Regions from separate parts of the Mus musculus genome. Here region 1 is linked to region 2. Evidence: chromatin contacts called from public promoter capture Hi-C data. All regions are on one chromosome and are shown on one strand. Each heading gives the region's core, a stretch centred on a gene start, on an enhancer-like site or on the middle of the called end of the contact. The rest is flanking DNA. Distances are from core to core; before and after follow the strand shown. Region 1 holds the start of Ist1 (increased sodium tolerance 1 homolog (yeast)). Region 2 holds the start of Pla2g15 (phospholipase A2, group XV).

Region 1 (5,245 bases), core at 2,333-4,832, 3.5 Mb after region 2:
TCTTTTCCCAGAGGATCCAGGTTCAATTCCCAGCACCCACATGGAACCCACATGGCAGCTCACAACTGTCTATACCTCCAAGATCTGACACTCACACACGCATACATGTAGACAAAACATCAATGCACATAAAATAGAAATATATTAAGAAATGGAAAAGAACTGCTACAGAAAAGGCCAATGAGAAAGCTGAGTGTAAAAGTGTTTGCTGGCAAGCCTGGCGATCTGGGTTCGTGCCCCAGAACCCACAAAAAGGCAGAGAGAGAATCAACTCTAGAGCTATCCTCTGACCTGAACACACAGCACCACACACCCTTTCACATAGAAAGATACAGAAATGACAAATATGTCAATACATGTAATGGACTGTTTCTCTCAACTCTGTTACACTTGACAGCTTAGAATAACACTTTGTGGGATTGATTTTCAATGTACATAAGTGTAATACTTAGTATAAGCATTACCTAAGGGGGAAGAAGGTAAAACAATCTATATAATGCAAACATTCCTAAACTCTACCATAAGTGGAAAAACAATCTCTAAAAAGATAGCCACATCTATCACTTCAAGGGCAATATCATACATACACACTTGCACACACCAATATTTTTAATTATTTACTTTTATTTTATGTGCACTGATGTTTTGCCTGCATGTATGACTGTGTGAGGGTATCAGATCTTAGAGTTACAGACTGCTTTTAGTTGCTATGTGGGTACTGGGAATTAAATCAGGGTCCTCTGGAAATGCAGTCAGTGCTCTTAGCCCGAGCCACCTCTCCAGTGCCTAAAGATTTTTCTTTTTATTCATGTGTATGTGTGTGTCTGTTAAGCCACAAGCAGGTGGGAGTCCTCAGAAGGCCATAAGAGGGCATCAGGGATCCTTGGAGCTAGAGTTACAGGGAAGATAGCAGAAGTGGGTGCTGGGAACCAGAGCTGGGGTTTGGAAAAGCAGTCAGCCCACTTCACCCTTTAGCCATCTCTGCTTTAAAACACACTGGAAAACTACAAGTGACCAAGTAACCAGAGGGAGCACAGCAGTAAGAGCAGTGAGAAAATGACCAAACAGAAGGTAAACAGATGTCCAAATACACAGCGAGTTATGTAACTAATGTGAGTGGAAAAAATACCATTAAAAGACAGATGATTAGCCAGACCTGGTAGCAAAGGAATTTAATACCAGTAGTTGGGAAGCAGAGGCTGGGGAGGTCTGACTTTGAAGCCAGTCCAGTTTACATAGCAAGTTCTATATCAGCCTGGGCTATATAATGAGACTCTGTCTTAAAAACAGCAGCAGCAGCAGCAGCAGCAACAACAACAACCAGCTGGTGATGTCAAGAATGGTGATCCGGGGCAGTAAAGAGATGGCTCTTGATGGTCAGTCAAGAGCATTCACGGGCTGCTCTTCCACATGACCCTGTATTCCCTGCACCTACATGGTGGCTCACAACTGCAGTTAACTCCACTCCCCCACAGGGGATGAGGTGGAAATCTGATGCCTTCTTTTTGGCCTATGAGGGCACCATACATACATGTGATATGGACGAACATGCAGGAAAACATGCATATACATAAAAGAGAAGGCTACTAGTGCATAGGTGGTTCCCAGCATGAGAGACACAGGCAGGAGGATCATGAGTGTAACCCAGCCTAGACTACACAACAAACCTGTCCCAATAGTATCCAGATGAAAAAAGAACCAACTAATTACTGTTAACAGGAAGAGCATGCCATCTAAATAGGTGAGTTCACCAAGAAAACACAACTGTAACTCTGAATGCCTCTCATGAGAAAAGATGCAAAACACATGAAACAAAAACTGACATGCAGCAAAAAGAAATACGACAATCTAGTTATAGTTAGAAACCTCAATATACCCCTTTGGCAATTCATCAATCTAGCAGGCAGAACACCAGAAAAATAACAACTGTGGTACTGGCTACTAATGAGTTTGTGAAGCAAACAGTTGAGAGTGCCAACTTAAGGAAGAAGGAATTTCAAACTTTGATGTGTGTGTGTGCACGTGTGCATATGCATTTGCAAGGGCCACAGTACAAGCGTGGAACAGTTGTGGGTACTCTTTCATGCAAGTACCAAGGATCAACTTATACCAGGCTTGGCCACAAGGGCCTCTAAATGCCTAGCCACCACATGAGCCTTCCTCCTCGTCATTCAATCCAGCTCCTAGCCTACCTGGTGCTTACTTGCAGAGGACCTGGGTTCAATTCTCAACACCCCCACGGTGGCTCACAACGGCCCAATAACTCTAGTTCCAGGGGATCTGAAACCCTCTTTGAACTCCACAGGCACCAAGCACACTCATGATGCAGATATGCCTGGGACCCTAGATAAAGGGTCTAGGCAAAACACCATACACATAAAATAAATATTTAAAGAAAAAAAAAAGGAAACCTCGTTATCAGTAATTTAAGGGTTCCACATGAAATAATTTTCATAGACTACACTTCGTTTTGGGAAGTGTTGGCACTTTAAACCACAAAAGGTTACATATAATTGGGACCTGATCCCGATTAGAGCCTAAATTAAGTGGATCAGAGTCTACTTAAGGACTCTAGAGGCTCGGGTCTTGTTAGAAACCAGAGGCACAAGAAGAAAAAGAGAAAGGCTACGAAAGTAATCAGGGGAAGAAAGCATTGTTTTTATCAAGTGAAAATGTTAAGAAGCCGCGTGACTTAAACACAAGGATGCGGTGAAGTTCCCCCACGAAGGTCAAAAAACCTTGAAGGGTGTGAGATGTTAACAAATGTACCGACTAATATTTTACTAAGCTGGAAAAAGACATGCATATGGAAATGGAAAAGTCTGACTGAAACAATGAAACACAGGTTGATTGTTTGATGGAGGGATTATACTGTTTTGTTCTCGTAAGAACAAAAAAACAAAAACAAAAACAAAAACAAACAAAACCAGAACAAACACCAAGAAGGCACAACAAAAGAAATGACAGTCTCCTCCCGGGAGCCATTCAACAACAACAGACTGTACACAATAAGCCCCCGTAGCCTCCCCCTGACATCAGTCGGCCGCAGCCCTGGTCCGGTCCGCATCCTAGCTCAAGTTCAAGGTCCTGAGGGCCACGCCTGACCCCAGGACCCGGAAGAGGAGCGCTCCCTCGGGCTCTCCTGGTCTGACTCACCCCGCAGCAACCGCGGCGGTGGGGACAAGGCCTCCCTCAGGGTCCCGACCCGACCGCACTGCAGAGGGGTGTCTCCTCAGTGCCCGGCTCATGCCGGGGGCAACAGCGACGCCAGCACCTGTCTAGGCGGTCCCACCTCCTCCCACGGCCGGAGCCCGACCTCAGGCCTGACCCCGACTGCCAGGGCTTCCCCCGCTGACACGGCGCGGACGGCTTGTCCTCACGGTCCTACAGACTAACGCTGGGGTTCCGTAAAAGCGGGACGTAGATGGAAGAGGGAGACAAAGATGCTTAGGTCTAAGGAGGGCACGCTCACCTGGAGGGATCCGGACGTGAAAACGGAAGAAGCCGACTTCCGAGGAGCCGCTCGGCATCCAAAATGGCGACTCCCTCGACCTCCCCACCGCGGACTCGAGCGGAGGAATCCAAGGGGGCGGTGTTAGCCACGCCCTACCTAGCAGGGATTGGCTGCGCACACAACAAGGGGCGGAGCGAGGGACTATTTCCCACGGCGGAGGCGTGGGACCTGACTTGTGACACTTAACGTCACGCAGTGGGTTGAGTCATTTGCTAAGGGCGCGCCTTGCAATTTGCCCCGGGCGCGGCGGGGCGGGTGGAGGCTTCTCCTGGATTCTGTGCCCGGTACCCTTGTTCCAGATTCTTCCAGCCCCTGGAAAAACCGGCTGCAGACTGTCTCGCAAACGCCCGCGGATCCGAGCGGAGTCTGGCTTCCCCACTTAGCTCACCGGTCGGTCGGTCGGTCGGTCGGTCGGTCCTGGGACTCCGACCTCGGAGGGATGGTTGGGCGAGATTCAGCGCTGTGGAGCCGACTTTCCTCCACCGCCTCTCTTTCCACCGACACTGTCCGCCCCGCACCTTCACTAATGTACTCTGCACAGCCTCCACTCTCGCTCTTATTTTGTATCTGTATTCAGAGGCTTTTCTGGGCTTGAAAGCGAGAAAGAGCCTTCCTGTTCTCTGGCTCTTGGCCCTGCTATGAGGCCACAGCTATCAAGACCAAAACTGTGGCTTGTCTTGGGTCAGTGGTAAAACGAGGACTGCAGGTTACTTTGGGAGGATAATATGAATTGAAAATAACTGGCTTGTAACCATGTGCCGCTGTTCAAAGCTCCAGGATACTAGGACCTTAGAATTACACAATATTTGGTTCCCATAAAATGTTCAGATCGTTCCCCCAGCAAAATATTTGCATAGAAAAATTGTAGTTCTGCAATGAGATCATGACATTTGTGGCTAACACTTTCTACACACACAGTCCCAACAACAAAGTACAATGATAGAAAAATTTCCCCTGAAGCACAAATTAGTTTATTGGGCTCATTTACAGACCATAGGTGACAAGTCACTTAACAAGCAAGTGAGTAATCACTCTCCTTCAAATAAGCTTGCACTGGAAAGTATCCAGTAGAAATGAAGGCTTCCTGGCATGGATGGAGCCCACTTCCCTACTGCTCTCCAGCCCACACTCTAGCCCCTCCCCAGGCTACACGTAATTAGGGCGGAAGTACGTTCAACAGCTGGTATCGATTGCAGGCATACCCAGGTGAGGGTTCCAAGACCCTCTTGGCCCCTCCTTCAAATATGATGATCTTTGGGCACAGCTACATTCCTGAAGATGGCTGTTGTTTGGCTCCGATGATAGAAAAGTATCGCAGCACTTAAGGGGCAGGTTGTTCATATTTAAAGTGCCTAGGGACAACCCAACCGAAGGTGCGAATGTGTGTGGACATTGTTTAGATACAGTTTCAAACTAACCAATCCTTTTTTTTTTTCAGATGAATGTCATTAGATAATAAAGGCATACATATCAGATATTGTTATTTTGTATAAAATCTTTTCATGTAAGAAATGCCTATGTGTATAAAGGTAAAATGGCAGCCATAAAGCTTCAGTTTGTTTGTTTAATGGTGATGAGGACTGGAGTGTCCTTGCTAGCTTTATTATGTTTTCAGATACTGAAGTCAGGGCTGAAGAAATGGCTCAGTGGCTAAGAGTGAACACTGTTTTTCCAGAGGACAAGAGTTGGGTTTCCAGCACCTGTGACAGGTGGTTCAAAACCACCTAATTT
Region 2 (5,382 bases), core at 1,180-3,679:
CTGGGATTAAAGGCGTGTGCCACCACTGCCCTGGCCTCAGCCTGTTTTCTTAGAGAACACAGGACCATCAGCCCAGGGATGGCACCACCCACAGTGGGCTGGACCTTCCCATGATCACTAAGAAAATCTCCTACAGGCTTAACTGCTCACATTCTGATCCTCTGGAGGCTTTTTTGAACTGAAGTTCCCTCTCTTTTTTTTTTTTTTTTTTTTTTTGCCAAGTTGACAGAAAACCAGCCAAGACATTGGGCCATGTAGTAAACCTTTGTCTTTAAAAAGAGGGAGGGAGCTCAACTCCCGATTTTGTCCACAGTGCCAGCAAAGGTCACGGTTAGCCATTCCCGTAGCAATCCTGACTCCTAATAGCTTGGGTGCTTGGGGAGGTGGTGCATCAGTAAATCCCAGTTGAAAGAGTTGAAAGCAGTGCCACTCTTCTGAAGTCTGTGGTCTTCTGGGACTGTGGTCATCTGAGGATGATAGTTTAGCCAAGATGTTCATACTGGCCAATGCCCAAGGTTGTCCAAGCCTTCTAGCACCTCCCCACCCCCTCTTGGCTCTGGACTTCTGACTGTTCCTAGTCTTGGCAGAGTGTCTCGATGACTCTGTACTGGCCTTCACCAGACCAGTCTGTAGCAACCTCTTACAGATGCAAGAGATTAAAGTAGGAGGCAGTGGGGCCTAATGTATTGGTTAGTGGGCTTTAAAATGCCCTGTTCTCTGGGGCTAGAGAGATGGCTCTGTAGTTATGAGCACTTGTTGCTCTTCCAGAGGCCTACAGTTTGATTCCCAGTACCTATATGGTGCCTCACAACTGTCTGTAACTCTATTACATTAGACTGAAGTCCTCTTTCTGACTTCTGCAGGCACCAGGCATGTATGTGATACACATACATGTAGGCAGAAATACTCATACATCTAAATAAAACAAATAGATCGTTTAAAAACAAAACAAAACAAAACTTTCTAAGCTGTGAGGTGATGGCACACACCTTTAATGCCAGCTCTAGGGAGGCAGAGGCAGGGGGATCTCTGTAAGGTTGGGGCCCAGCTTGGTGAGTACCAGGATACCCAGAACGGCCGAGAGAAATCCTCCTGTCTCAAAAAACCAAAATACAATTTAATAAATAAATAACTTCCTATTTTGCTATAAAAACTAGAATTGTTGGCATTAACGTGGGGTCAGCTGTTTACCAAGAAGAGGGAAGGAAGAGGTGGGGGGTGGAGCAGAAGTCTTGGGACCAAGCAGTGTCCCAGAAGCACAGTTGGCCTTCAGAAGGAAGTATGTAGAGGGTTATTTCTCAGAAGCACTGGTCAGTTCACCCCCAGAGTGTTGGCATATTACTGGGTGTTGAGCCTTTTGCCTACTACCGTCTGGGCCCCAGCTCCTCGCTCCAGTCAGTCTTATGCCCTTCCTGAGTCCTCAGGCTTGCGCGGACAGGGGCTAAAGTGCCAACATGAGCTCTCGAGCCCTGTTCTTTGCAGGGGAATCCTACAGAGAAATGGTTCAGACTTTCAGATCCAAACCACTCCCAACTCTATTCGTGTGCTGCACTTACAGAGTGACAGACCGTTTGAAACAGGCTGATCTCTGGGCCGTAGTGCCGCAAGCCTTTAATCCCAGCACTTGGGAGGCAGAGGCAGGCGGATTTCTGAGTTCAAGGCCAGCCTGGTCTACAAAGTGAGTTCCAGGACAGCCAGGACTGCACAGAGAAACCCTGTCTCGAAAAACAAAACAGAAAGAAAGAAAGAAAGAAAGAAAGAAAGAAAGAAAGAAAGAAAGGAAGGAAGGAAGGAAGGAAGGAAGGAAGGAAGAAAGAAAGAAAGAAAGAAAGAAAGAAAGAAAGAAAGAAAGAAAGAAAGAAAGAAAGAAAGAAAGAAAGAAAGAAAGAAAGAAAGAGAGAAAAAGAAAGAAAAAAGAAAAGAAAGAAAGGCTGTTTTAGCTTCTTCTCCCAGACCTGCTTCTTGGGTTCTAACATGCATTTCTACCGGCAAGGCAGACAGTAAAAGTTTTCTGGACGTGGGCGGCCAAACCTAGATGCCCCTGGGGATGCCAGTGTAAAGGCCGTATAAAGGTCCTGGACAGCTGCTGGTCACCCGAGTTCCAAAACACTAACTTCCTCTTTTTTTGTTTAGAGACCATTCACCCATAGCAAATGAAGGGCATGTTTTTGGTCCTTGTGCTGTGGGAAGGCTAGGAATTAGGAATGAGAACTACTTGAGTGGACTTTGAGAATTGTTCTGTGTTGGGTTCACGGTGAGGTGAGATGGGGCTGTGTAGGAGCAGGGCGACAGCTGGGATGATAAGCGGCTCCCATCGGTTGGTCGATCGATGCGTTCGGCGCGCAGCAAAGTCCCGGAGGTGGGCATGGGCGGGTGGTGAGCTCCGGTGGGAGGGACGCTCGTGGCGGAGAGTTGCAATTGGTAGAGCCTTAGCAAGAGGCGGGTCTTAATTGACTGGTATCTGCGAGCGGTGGGGTTAACTAGCTGAGCTGCGGCCCGGGCCTAGGCACGATCCCTAATCTCTAAAGCAGCCCCTTGGACCTGCGACCACAGTCTCACGCCATGGATCGCCATCTCTGCACCTGTCGCGAGACCCAGCTCCGGAGTGGCCTCCTGTTACCTCTGTTTCTACTAATGATGCTGGCAGACCTGACGCTCCCGGCCCAACGTCACCCCCCGGTGGTGCTGGGTGAGACTCGTGTTCAGGGTGGTGGTGGGTGGATCCTGCAGGATCCAGTGCAGCCAGGGTCTGGTGGGCCAACTGCTCTGTTGTGCATCTGCTTTAAGCACGAAACCCAGAGCATTTGGTTTCTAACCTGGGTCAGTTCGGTTAGCCCACCTCCCGCCATACCGGGCATGGGTGTGGTCTGGAGCCCTCTGAAACGTGAGAGTAAAGGGAATAGATAATGTCTGGCTTTCCACTCCACCTAACTGCAACAGCTCCAAACCTTGCCTCGCCATGCCCCCATTTCTTAGCTGGAAAGACTGAGGCAATTCAACCCTACTTCAGCGGGTTCCTAGGCAGTCTCAGAATCGGTCATTACCTCCTACCCTCTCTATTTCACAGGGAATGAGTGGTAGCAAGTTCTATCCACGCTGGCCCCCAAAAGCATTTCTCTGCTCTCAGCTTATGGAATGGATGGTATTGACTTTCGAGGAGATGGCCTAAGGGAAACAGGGTGGCTAAGGGAAGGGAGGAGAGAGGAATGGGGTTGGGACAACAGTCTTGAACTGGCGTTGAGGGAGTCCGGGAGTCTGAGAGCATGCCTCCACTCTCCGCTTCCAGACCTAATTACTCTAGGCTGTACTGAGGCCAGGTGACATTCCCTGCCCACTTGCTCTTCTGTCTTAGACTTGGCAGCGGAACAGAAATAACAATGTTTCTATGTGGTAATAGGCCAGGCTAAAATCTCTAGGAGTCTTAGATGCCCCATTCAGCCAATGGAAGTCGTTTTGAACTGGTGTTTCGCTGGCCAGGACTCCTGAGAACAGAGACATGCTGAAACGTACGCTATATATATGTTTATGTATGTATATGTGTGTGTGTGTGTATATATATATATATTTTCTTTCTGCTGGAGCATAAATTCCTGTGCTCTTTCTTCCCTTTTTTCTTTTTGTCTTGTCTTAGACAGGGTTTTTCTGTGTAACCCTGGCTGTCCTGGAACGCACTCTGTAGACCAGGCTGGCCTTGAACTCAGATACCCACCTGCCTCTCCCTCCCAAGTACTAAGATCAAGGGTGTATGCCACCATGCCTAGCTGAGAAACCCTCTCTTGAAAAGCAATGTCATTCTAGGTCAGCGAAGGGGATGGGGGATTCTGAGCCTAGGTTCCCTTTGAGATTTGTATACAGCTGGACCTGCCTCTCTCAAGCTTCCTGGATGGTAGTAATAGTGCCTCTCAGAGAGGTCATCCTGAGAGGTGAGAGAGAGAGGTGTGGGAGCGCTGGGGAAGCCTTCCTGGAATATGCAGGAAGTAAGGTGGCTTGGAAGATTGCTCCAGGCTGGTCAGCATGGAACTGGGGGAAGGCAGGAGATATGGGTGGTGTAGAACTTGTGACTTGGTCATCTGGACTTTAACCCTGAGGACCAGTGTGAAGAAGTCACGTGTGAATGTAAGAAGATCTAAGAATAAGGCCCATGACATTGAGATGTGTGTATTCTCTGACCACATACGCGTTTCCTACTTGAGGCAGAGTCTTTGTAGCCTTGTCTTCTTGCTGTAGATCAGGCTGGTCTTGAACTCACAGAGATCTGTCTGCTTCTCCCTCCCTAGCACTAGGATTAAAGGAGTGCACCATCACACCTGGCTTATTTGCAGCATAGTATCGCTTGGACAGATGGGCACTAACTGCCAATTAATCTATGCAGACTTTGGTTATCCTAAATCATAGCTGAGAAGCCTTAGACTCTGAAAGAATCTGAGCTCCTGTATCCTTGTGCATCTTTTCAAGGACCAGGGCTGCTGCCAGAGAGAGCTTTTTCTTGTTTTGTTTTGTTTTTGTTTTTCCGAGACAGGGTTTCTCTGTATAGTCCTGACTGTCCTGGAGCTCACTCTGTAGACCAGGCTGGCCTCGAACTCAGAAATTCTCCTGCCTCTGCCTCCCAAGTCCTGGGATTAAAGGCGTGAGCCATCACCGCCCGGCCAGAGAGAGCTTTTTCTAGGCACAAAAAGTGCTGCAGGGTCCTGAGTTAGTGGGAGAGGTAGCAGAAAACTGATCTTGGAACAGGGGGGTGGGATCTTAGGCAAACAGTTTGCATCCCTCTCAGCCTCAGTCTTCTTATCTGTTAAATGAACAAAGAGGGCCTGCAAGATGGTTCAGTGGACGAAGGGGATTGCCACCAAGCCTGAAGACCCGAGTTCTATCCCCAGAAGAAACCAATTCTGGAAAGTTGTCCTCCAGCCTCTGCACATGTGCTGTGTTGTGCTCTCGTCTTACCCCTGCACATACATGTAGACTAAACATAATTTGATAATGTGTATGAAAGTAAAGAGGACTCTTCCCAGGGTTATTTGAAGTAAAAGTTTTGTGTCTGGTTCTTGTCTATGTCTCAACCACCAAGTATCTCAGGAAGGGGCCATTGCTATTTTTAGAGGCCTCCCAGCCTGACCAGGAAGAGGGGTAACTGGTGGCTTCCTCTTTCACCCATTTCCTCGTCAGTGCATGGAGACATTGACCAGTCGTCATGCCCTGCTCATAGGTATGTCATGTCGAAGCTCCCATGGTGGGAATTTCCTGCATCAGCACCCACATCATGAAGGGAGTGGAAGGCACGTGTCTTCCCACAACACTCTGAAGACACTGGGATAACTGCTTAGGCAAGGACATGTGCTATGCTGGGTTCAAAGACACTGTTGAGAAAAGTCAAGGGGCTCTTTA

Evidence for each region. Promoter capture Hi-C pulls out the DNA fragments that hold promoters and counts their contacts.
Region 1: a contact with region 2 is called in a promoter capture Hi-C map of second pharyngeal arch cranial neural crest. The contact joins the promoter of Ist1 here to the promoter of Pla2g15 in region 2. A contact is called at or near these places in 3 of 39 promoter capture datasets (frontonasal cranial neural crest, maxillary cranial neural crest and second pharyngeal arch cranial neural crest) and 1 of 9 other capture datasets (pancreatic islet).

The regions. Positions count from the first base shown.
Region 1 is chr8:109,689,712-109,694,956 of GRCm38.p6, forward strand. Ist1 (increased sodium tolerance 1 homolog (yeast)) reads right to left here and starts at 3,583. Exons shown (of 10, transcript NM_028018.2): 1 at 3,473-3,583.
Region 2 is chr8:106,147,925-106,153,306 of GRCm38.p6, forward strand. Pla2g15 (phospholipase A2, group XV) reads left to right here and starts at 2,430. Exons shown (of 6, transcript NM_133792.3): 1 at 2,430-2,689. The coding sequence starts at 2,563.